2 separate regions of the Gossypium hirsutum genome follow, and region 1 is linked to region 2. Evidence: chromatin contacts called from public Hi-C data. All regions are on one chromosome and are shown on one strand. The core of a region is the stretch at or near the end of the contact, and the rest is flanking DNA. Distances in the headings are between cores, read along the strand shown.

The links. Hi-C and Micro-C count contacts between places; a contact is called where the count stands out from the background.
Region 1: a Hi-C map of leaf shows a contact between it and region 2, with 2.2 times the contacts expected there. The contact joins the promoter of LOC107930655 here to the promoter of LOC107960317 in region 2. A contact is called at or near these places in 3 of 34 Hi-C or Micro-C datasets (callus and leaf).

Annotation. Positions count from the first base shown.
Region 1 is chrA01:44,112,556-44,117,243 of Gossypium_hirsutum_v2.1, reverse strand. It overlaps LOC107930655 (calcium-dependent protein kinase 7), which reads left to right and starts at 1,893. Exons shown (of 6, transcript XR_001693052.2): 1 at 1,893-2,198; 2 at 2,286-2,384; 3 at 2,775-3,012; 4 at 3,216-3,413; 5 at 3,499-3,614; 6 at 3,918-4,309.
Region 2 is chrA01:43,606,077-43,610,877 of Gossypium_hirsutum_v2.1, reverse strand. LOC107960317 (phosphatidylinositol-3-phosphatase myotubularin-1) reads right to left here and starts at 2,463. Exons shown (of 19, transcript XM_016896636.2): 1 at 2,080-2,463; 2 at 1,924-1,992; 3 at 1,597-1,671; 4 at 702-773; 5 at 1-26. The coding sequence starts at 2,190.

The sequences.
Region 1 (4,688 bases), core at 644-3,143, 510 kb before region 2:
TTTTGGGTTAATCGATGGATGTTTCAACCTTCTAGTGCTGCTGCTGGTTCAGGAAGGATAATTGGATTTGGAACTCCGAGCTACAGTAAAGGTGAGTATCATGTGAGTCTTTGTCCTGACTCTTGCATGTTAGTTTATAATGGTAGATATTGATGTCTTCTCAGATAGTTGGTGAATGTATGTGTGTGAATTATCATAAAGGTTCTGCATAATTACAAATGATATATATGATTTGCTGCATGATTAAGATGATGTGTGGTATATATGCTTATGAAATCATATATGAAAGAATATGAGTTCGTCAGAAGTGTGAACGAATTTGGGTAAGTGCATTTCATGTTAAGTGAGTAACACAACCATTTGTGATGCTTCCAGTAGGGCAAGTACATTGCTAACCGGGCTGATAGATCATTTTATGAAAATGTGTGTAAGACCATGTGGTAGAGATCCATGGCATTATATGATAATGAGAATACTCATGGTTTTGCCTCCGGTAATATATAAATCAGACAAGTAGAGCATGGTATGAAAATATGTACAAGACCATGAAGGAGAAACCCATGACACCCTCTGAGATAGTCCACCGAGACAGTAAACACATAACATTTTGTAAAGCTTTTGTGGCGTATTCTGTAAACACTTTGTGGCATATTCTATAAAGCCTTTCTAGCCTATTCTGTGATACTTGTGTGGCGTATTCTATGATGCCCTTGAGGTAAGATTTGGATAATTGCCTTTGAGGCAAAATTAGGATAAGTTTAGAGACTTCTTCACTTGATAACTTTGTGGTAGAGATTTGAGTAAGTTTGAAAACATCTCTATTTGGATAGCCTTGTGATGAAATTGAATATGACTTAAAGGTGTTTCCTGAAAAGTTCACAACAGTATTTCTGAAAGGTGAATCCACCATAGTAGTCTGTCAGTACAAGTAATTTGGCATATTCGTAAATATGAGTAGTCTAAGAGTTTGCCAGATCTGAATTTGTTTACATTATGTAAGGAAGTAATATAAATTATATGGTATCTGCCAAATTTGAGTGTTTCATGCTGTATATAAAAATGTTATCTAAAGTAAAAGTTGTCCGTCAAATCAGAGCGTTCTCATATATGTAACATGGTTGTCTGGGATTTCACGGGATGACTTAGAAGATTTTGTCCATCAGAATAAGTTGTGATCTGATCTGATTGGTAATTTGATAGTTGCCAATTCAGTATGAGAATCTGGCAAATGTAGGATCTGTATGAAGTTCATCTTAAAAGATTAGTTAATATAAGTAACTGCTAAGAATAGTATCTATGAGTACACCATCTTGGGGAAGGTATTCAACATCCAACTGAGTGAGAAACCGTTGAAGGTAGGTTCTGTATGGATATCCTTTTGAGAAGTGTAGTTGTTTTCAAAAAAAAATAAGATCTGTATTAGGTGGTGAAGTTTGGAATCTGTTTAATGAGTGAATTGTGTGTAGGATGGTTAAGTATGGAAGTTGGAGTATATGTATACGCTTAATATTAAGAAAGTATCCACCAAAGAAAGAAAGGAAATCAAAAGTCTTTAAGATGAATTCAACATGAAATGCTTCAAGGTAATTTGGGTTAAAACTCACTAAGTTTGTGTCAACTTACAAATGTTCGTTTATGCTGTTCGCTTTAAGAGTGAGTACGCCATGAGGGACCAAGCTAGGATTGTGCCAGGGTGGTAGTTCGAGTTGCAATATTATGTATACAAAGAGCACTATAGGAGTATGACGCTTAGTATACTACGCGATAAAGAATTACATTATATTTGGTTGGGTATAATAGGAATAGATTACGCCCCAATTCAATGGGCCCACCACCAAACCAATGTTTGGTTGTAATGCCTATTACAGCCTCTTTCAATCCCTCCTCTATTCCCACTAATCACACTAAATAGCATTCAACACCCTACCCATAGAATAGCCATTCCTCACGTCTCAGTTTCAACTTTACCCTTCTCCCTTCCTCACGTCTGAAACCTTTTTTTTTTCTTTCTTTTTCCCATTTCCTTCCTGCCTCTTCACTAACTTTACCCTTCCTCACATCTGAAGCTCTATCAACGCCTTCGCCCTCGACGCTTTCGCCTTCTCAGGTTAGGGTCATATTCCATTTTTTTAATTATTATTTTGATCATCTTCCAACAGATCGACTTCAGATGGGTGGGGTAGTCTCTACAATTCCAAGTAGGTTTGCCTTTGTAGGCTACTCTCTCAATTCTTCTTTATCATTCTTGTTTTGGGTCTTCATTGTTTTTTCTAAATGACTAACAGCTTCGATGCGCCATTTTTTTGAACTCTTTTTTGGAGCGATTGGGTTTAATGTAAAGACTGTACAATACAACAACATCAAGTTTCAAGTATGAGATTTAGGTAAGTTAACGTTAATAAATCTGAAATAGCAGCTAATGTAGTTTATACAAATGGAGTTCAATTTAATTTATTGAATCATTGAAATTTACAATAATCCTTTTACTTAAAATACAATCATTGAATTTCATTTTTGATCCTATAGTTATCTGGTTGGCCTGCTTGCTTTGGCATTTGCCACAAGGCCTTTGGGAATTTTAGTTACAGTTTGAATTGTATAAAATTATATCAGCAGAAACTTTTGTGGCTTGAATTTACAGAGAAATTGTTTCAGTTGTTGAGTTTAAACATGTAGCTCCATTTTGCTTATCAGCTGTGAGATTCTATAAAGTTGTAACATTCATTTAACTCTTTGTTCTAGTTTAAATCAAATGTAGTTTTTTTTTTTTGCAGGTGGTCAGATAAGCATCAGGTACTTGTTTTTAAGCTATGTGGTCTCAAGGAAACATCTTAATACTTTTGGAATAGATGAGGTTTTAAATTGGTTTGTTAAAGTAGCTTTAACTGTTGTGGTGTGTCTTCTAACTAATGGAGATGCAACCTCTAAGTTACTTTGCTTCTTCTATTTATTTAATTCTGATATGGGGACATCTTGTGGGTTTTTTTGGCTGCTCTTTAGCTGGACAATAAGGTGAGATGAAAGAAGATTCATCATTTTTCATTTATTTACTCAAGGAGTTTTGTTTTTTGAAATTTTTCATCTCCAATTTACTTTCTTTGTGATGATTTTAGTCCTTTCATCGGGCAATTTGCTGCTTGTTGAACACGCCGATTGACTTCACCACCCTCTAACACTAGTCTTCCACTTTTCTTTTTAATCTGCATCTTTTACAGGGCATATTGGAGATGCTATTTCCCAAATACACAAGCAATAATTTATGTTGTTGATTCAAGTGACACAAGAAATTATTCGCTCTGCTATTGACTTTAAGAGGGACCCATGGCCTAAGGTTTCGGACAATGCAAAGGACCTTGTAAAGAAAATGCTTAATCCTGATCCAAAGCAGCATCTTACAGTACAGGAAGTGCTTGGTAACCTTCTGTAAATGTTGTATGATTTATTTATATTGATATATATTTTCTATGCATGAAAAATAATCCCAACTATTGTATGCAGAACATCCATGGCTACAAAATGCCAAGAAAGCACCCAACGTTCTGTTGGGTGAGACTGTGAAAGCTAGGGTCAAACAATTTTCTATAATGTACAAGCTGAAGAAGAGAGCTCTAAGGGTAATAATCCACTTTGCACCACCTTTGACTAGTTTTTATTGATTGTATGTTGCATTTTTAAATGTTTTCCAGGGCCCTGGTGCTGGAACTAGCTCTAACTTACCTACTGTAGGTGCAATTGCTGATAGTCAGTCAAGCATGTTCTATTTTTCTTGCTTCTAATTTTGTCTGATCATATATTGCAATAGTTTATTTTTTACTTGATTATTTCTTTTATTTATGTATATTCAGTCACATAGTATTTTTAGATAATGCCCCGTGGTTTATCTGGAGCAACATGATGATATGGTAGATTTTCCACAGGTGAAGAGACCAGACCTTCTGGTTGGTCTTCAGCAGATCCTACACACAGGAGGCATTCTGGCCTGATTGCAAATTCTAGAAGTTTAGCTAAACAAAAAGGTCCAGTAGATAATGATCTTTCTGCTGCTAAAGATCCTATGGTGATAATTAGTATTATTTTGTATTTTGTATTTGGGCTATGACTATTTGACCAAAACTGTCATTATATTTTGTATTTGACCAGTAGCTAATGATCTTTCTACATGCATGTGAATTTGTTCATTATATTTTGTATTTGGGCTATGACTATTTGACCAAAACAATCATGGCCTCCATGTTGTTGCTGAATTTCAATTTCAGTTATTTTGGTTGGGATTTATTAGTAATAAATTATGTGAATATATCTTATGGAATTGTTCATAATCTTTTTTCACTATTAAATACAAATATAAACACACTCTATGCAATTTACGTTCACCTACAATCTCGACAATTCACATTCTTTCTCTTGTAACAATATGAATGCTAATCAAATGACACATAATTAAGGGAGGGCAGAAAAAATATACAAACGACACAAAAAACGGATAAAAACATAATAATAGTTATGATTTTTTAATTTTTATAATAATAATTATATTAAGAATTTTATTAAATTATATATTATTTTATTAAGTTATATTTAATAATAATTATGTTAAAATATGGTTAAATTATTTATTATTTTTATTAAATTATTTTAATAATAATTTTATTAAAATTTAATAACAATAACAATAATCATCTACCTAC
Region 2 (4,801 bases), core at 1,214-3,713:
CGTGAAGTTGATTGAATCTTCACTACCTACACATATTCCGGCCAACAAAGAAAATAAAATTATCCAGTAGAAGAAACGTAGAATAATTAATGATGCTACTATCAACAGTAGAAAAACAAAAAGAATCACACACATGCACAGACATAAATGCATATCAACCCTGTACAAAGAATAATATACATGCAAGAATTAAGACCTAAAACACTTCCTATGCCATTGCATGCCTTTCTTTTATTTTTTTTCTGCGCGGACAACTATTGGATGGCTAGGAAACTTATGGAAATAAGAAAGAGACCATTCAATTTAAGACCTATCAAGTATCATGAGCCAGTTGGTTAACTGAGCTGACATAACAGAATGCAGCTGACAAACAGTCACTCTTAGATGATATAAGACCAAACAATGCATCAAAAGAGTACTCAAGGATGACTTCTTCCAGCCTATAAAACTTTGAGAAATTCTAAAAACACTCTATTGAACTTACTGCTCAACTATCTCAGAAATGAATAAAGATCAAATAAAAAGTTCCTCTCCCTCACCCCACCCCAGTACTGATCCAAAGTCTCACTTAAGACTCATTCCAACGAACTTCATTTATACTGGCAGGGTCCACATTGAGGTTGTTGCACCATATATTCAAATTGAATCTCCACCTGAGGCAAAGCTCCTATCTCAAGGCTTAACAACAAACAATAACTTACCATTTTGTTGAATTTCTCAATTGTTGCCAGTGGAATGGTACCTAGTGGAACAATATTTCTGGTCCCGTCACTCTTTGGAGAAAAGGAGAAAATTGATCAATTACATTGAAGTTGTAACAAGAATGAATAAATACATGTACTACTAAAGCATACATATAACAGAGATTCATGAATAGTGATGTCATAGAAGTTTTGCAAAATGCAACAGAAATAATGAAGCCCTGCGGACATGCTATTGCCTGTCCATTTTCTATCATCATTATTAACTCATTCGAGCCATTATAATAATTGTCTCTTCTAATACAAATTGCTCGTTCTTTTCTTTGTGAATGCCTTTTGTCTCTTCAAACTCTTATGTCATCTCTATTAAGATGTTTTCATCTTCTCTACATAAACAACCATCATGCAGAATAATTTCATAACAAAACAAGACATCTCATAAAGAAATAATTAAGCATATTAGATTGTGAGATCAACGATTTCTGTACCGATACCAATATCAAATCATACAGTAAGCAAAAACCTATAATTTCCGAATTAAGAGTAATTGGGTGAGATCAACCTAAAACAAAAGTTAAAGCATGATAATTAGACATGGATTAAATTGGAGCATTCAACCTATTTACTTAAAAAAAAAAAACCAGAGATTGAACTACATTATTAGATATCAAGTAACTGTGTAAGTTGTTAGGTGCTTAGAATTAGAGCTAATTTTCTATAATCTTACATGTAAATGTAATCTATTTCAAGTTCAAAATATACAAATATATATCCATTCTGCAACCCAGTATCCTTTCACTCACCCAATATGCTAACATGATGCTGTCATATGTTGCCAAAATGCTAGATGGCAACAATTTACCAAATACTAAATTTCATAAGGTAAATGACTCACGAGAAAGAGAAGACGAAAGTTGGTAACAAACAAGGTTCCAGCCTCATCGGTATTAACAAGAACAACACCATGGCCCTGGAAAAAAGAAGTAAATTAAAAATGGCATTACTTATGCTATAAAAATGGCATTACTTACGCTATCCTTTTTATAACAATAAAATTATTTATTTTAAAAAAAATAAATTAAAAATCACTGAATTTCTCGTTTCAGTTGAAATAATAATTTGTGATCTAAATTATTTGTTACAAAATGCCTGCACCAATAATTCAAATTGCGCGCCCACTTAATTCAAGGAATTTAAAACAAAACAAATGATCCTTAATTACCTCATCTAGAACTCGCTCAGCTTCAAGCAAAAACTCGAAATTGGCATGTGAAACCGACCTCGTAACTGGCTGCAATTGAAATCGATCAACTAATCAAGCCTTAAAAAGAAAACCCTACAATTGGAAACATGAATTTTCCAAAAAGAAAAAGAAAACCTCAATTTTGGTCCATTCAAGGGTGTCCCAACTACCAGCACCGTCCAACCTTTCGCAACCGATAGAAATGTCTCTGGCGGAGACCGATCGGGACGGCCTCGATGCAGCCATAGCCGGTGATTATTGAGTTCAATTTTCAGCGCTTTTTTTAAGGGGGAAAAATGAAAATTAAAAAGTAAAGAAGTGATTGAAAGGAATGATATTGGGGAGAGAAAGTAGAGGAAAGAGACGTGCGGCAAAGGGAGGGTTAAGTTTTCGGCTTTTCGGCATCGCCACATAAACAACAAATGCGTGATGGGTTAGTTTGATGATTTCATCATTCAATTTCGATCCAACAAACCATTTATGTAGGACTCAATTTTACATCTAACCTTGTTTTTGCGGGTGACAGAACCGATCATTCCATTCAATTCAATAATTTATTAAAATAAAATATTAAAAAATAATTCAACCTTTAATTCAAATAAAATTTTAATCTAATCTATCAGTTTAACCGAATTTTGAAAATTATGACATTCATATCAACTTATATATTGGTTTTCTTAATTAAATAGTTTTCTTTTTCTAAAAATTAATTACATGATCCATACCTATAAATGTTAACATGCATAATTTATAAATTTATTATTTTACTTTTCTAATTATGAGTTTGGATTTGTAAGTTAATCTGCGGATAGTGTAAAAATAACGGTAATGATAAGATTAAATATTGTAATATAAGATAAAAATAAATTAAATATATTGTACTGTACCGCCTTGCCCATTTAAACCACATTAAATCTTAAAGGAACAAACGATTGACTAAACTATTTATTTATAAAGTTTGGATGATATTAATTCATTTACAATTAGTAAAGTTTTGATCAGTTTTATTATTTGTATTATTCAAATTAGTTAATTTTAATTTTGCACTTTTTAAATTTTGGAATTTTAGTTTTATTAAAGGATTATAGTTAAATTTGTTTGATTAATTATGTTATTTGTCTCATATTATGTGTAAAGTTATAGATTTAGTCAATGCTTTCTAACTAGATTACTCTTAATTCTATTTTTCAAAATTTGAAATTATAATCTTATTGCAAAATAGTAGTTGTTAAATCTATTAACTAGTTTTTGAGTAAATAATATGTGTAAATAGTAAATTAATATGGTATTACACAAGTGGCAATATATCTGCAGTATCAAAATTTGGAAATAGCATAACTTGATTAATTTAATAACTACTATTTAGTTAGAACTAAAATTTTAATTTTTTTAAAGTATAAGAATGAAAAATAAACAAAGTAAAGTACATAGACTAAATTCACAACTTACGCATAATATAGTGACTAATACTTTTCAAATTTTAAAATTTAGTATTTATGTAAATGACAAGTGACAAGTATTAAATCTCTTAATATGTGAAAACAGAAAAGCCAACATAGCATGATGTTAGTAATACGACAAGAATTGAAGTATATAATCTAAATCTATAACTTACTTGTCATACAAAGACTAATAATATAAATTAATATAAAATTTTTAATTGAGTTAACACTGAGACACCATTACATTTAATTGAGAAAGGAGTAAAAATTCATTTAAAAAAATAAATGTATTAAATTATTTATATTTGATGATTTATAATTTTTTAAAATAAAATAGTTTAAACCACAGCCTTAAAAGAAATCTTAAATGGGTGGTTTATTTGATTTTGATGTTAAATTTAAAATAGATGAGCAGGTTGCATGCTAATGTTAATATTATATATTTCTTATATAATATTTTATTTATCTGCTAGTGAGTATCACATAATTTAAATTTATTTTATATTTTTAAGTTATAGAGTTGATTAAACTCATTTGATTTTTTAAAGATAAAAATGTATTAGTTGATGGAATCTTAATTCGATTGGTATTAGTATTGTTGTAAATATAGGAGAACGTGAGTTTGAGTGTACTAAAACGCATTATTCTTCTATTTATGAGTTGAGGAGGGACTATAAATAATTCTAGGTATCATGTAAAAAATATCAATAAGAATGTTTACAATACTTCTCTAAAGTTTATATTTATAAACAATAGAAGTATACATGATATAAAATACTGCTTCTAATAAATAAAATTTATTTTTTATATAATATTTTATGTTTTTTTAGACTAACTTAAATGCAATTTTTTATTTTATATTAAATAAAATTAAGATTCGTTCATTTGAATAATTGTGTATTCTTAATCGCACATTCACCTTTAATTAGAATTGACACTTCAACAAAATAAAGAAAAAAATATATTGAAAACTGATTTATTTTTTAAAAAAAATTCTCCTTAATATGAGCTTTGTTTAGTCTAATGTTAGTCAAACATTACGAAAAAATTATAAATTTTTTTATAATCAGATTATCTTTTATGTAATTCATGTTATATAAAATAATATGAGATTTGAAACAAAGAAATAAATGTTGTTAGATTTACACCAAACATTATGAATGTTGTAAATTTGTAATAATTTATGTAATTGAATAATATTTTATATAATTAAATAAGATATTGTAATAATTTATATAATTGAAAACTGTTTTGTGCAATTCAATTTGACGAAAAACTTATTTTAGAAACCTTTTATAACTTGTCTAGAAAAGCTAAACTAAATATAATTTTCAATTTTGTGATTTCCTCTCAGTCCTATCAGTATTACGAAATTAAATCTGAAATTTTAGTGTAATTTAATTATTATATTTAAA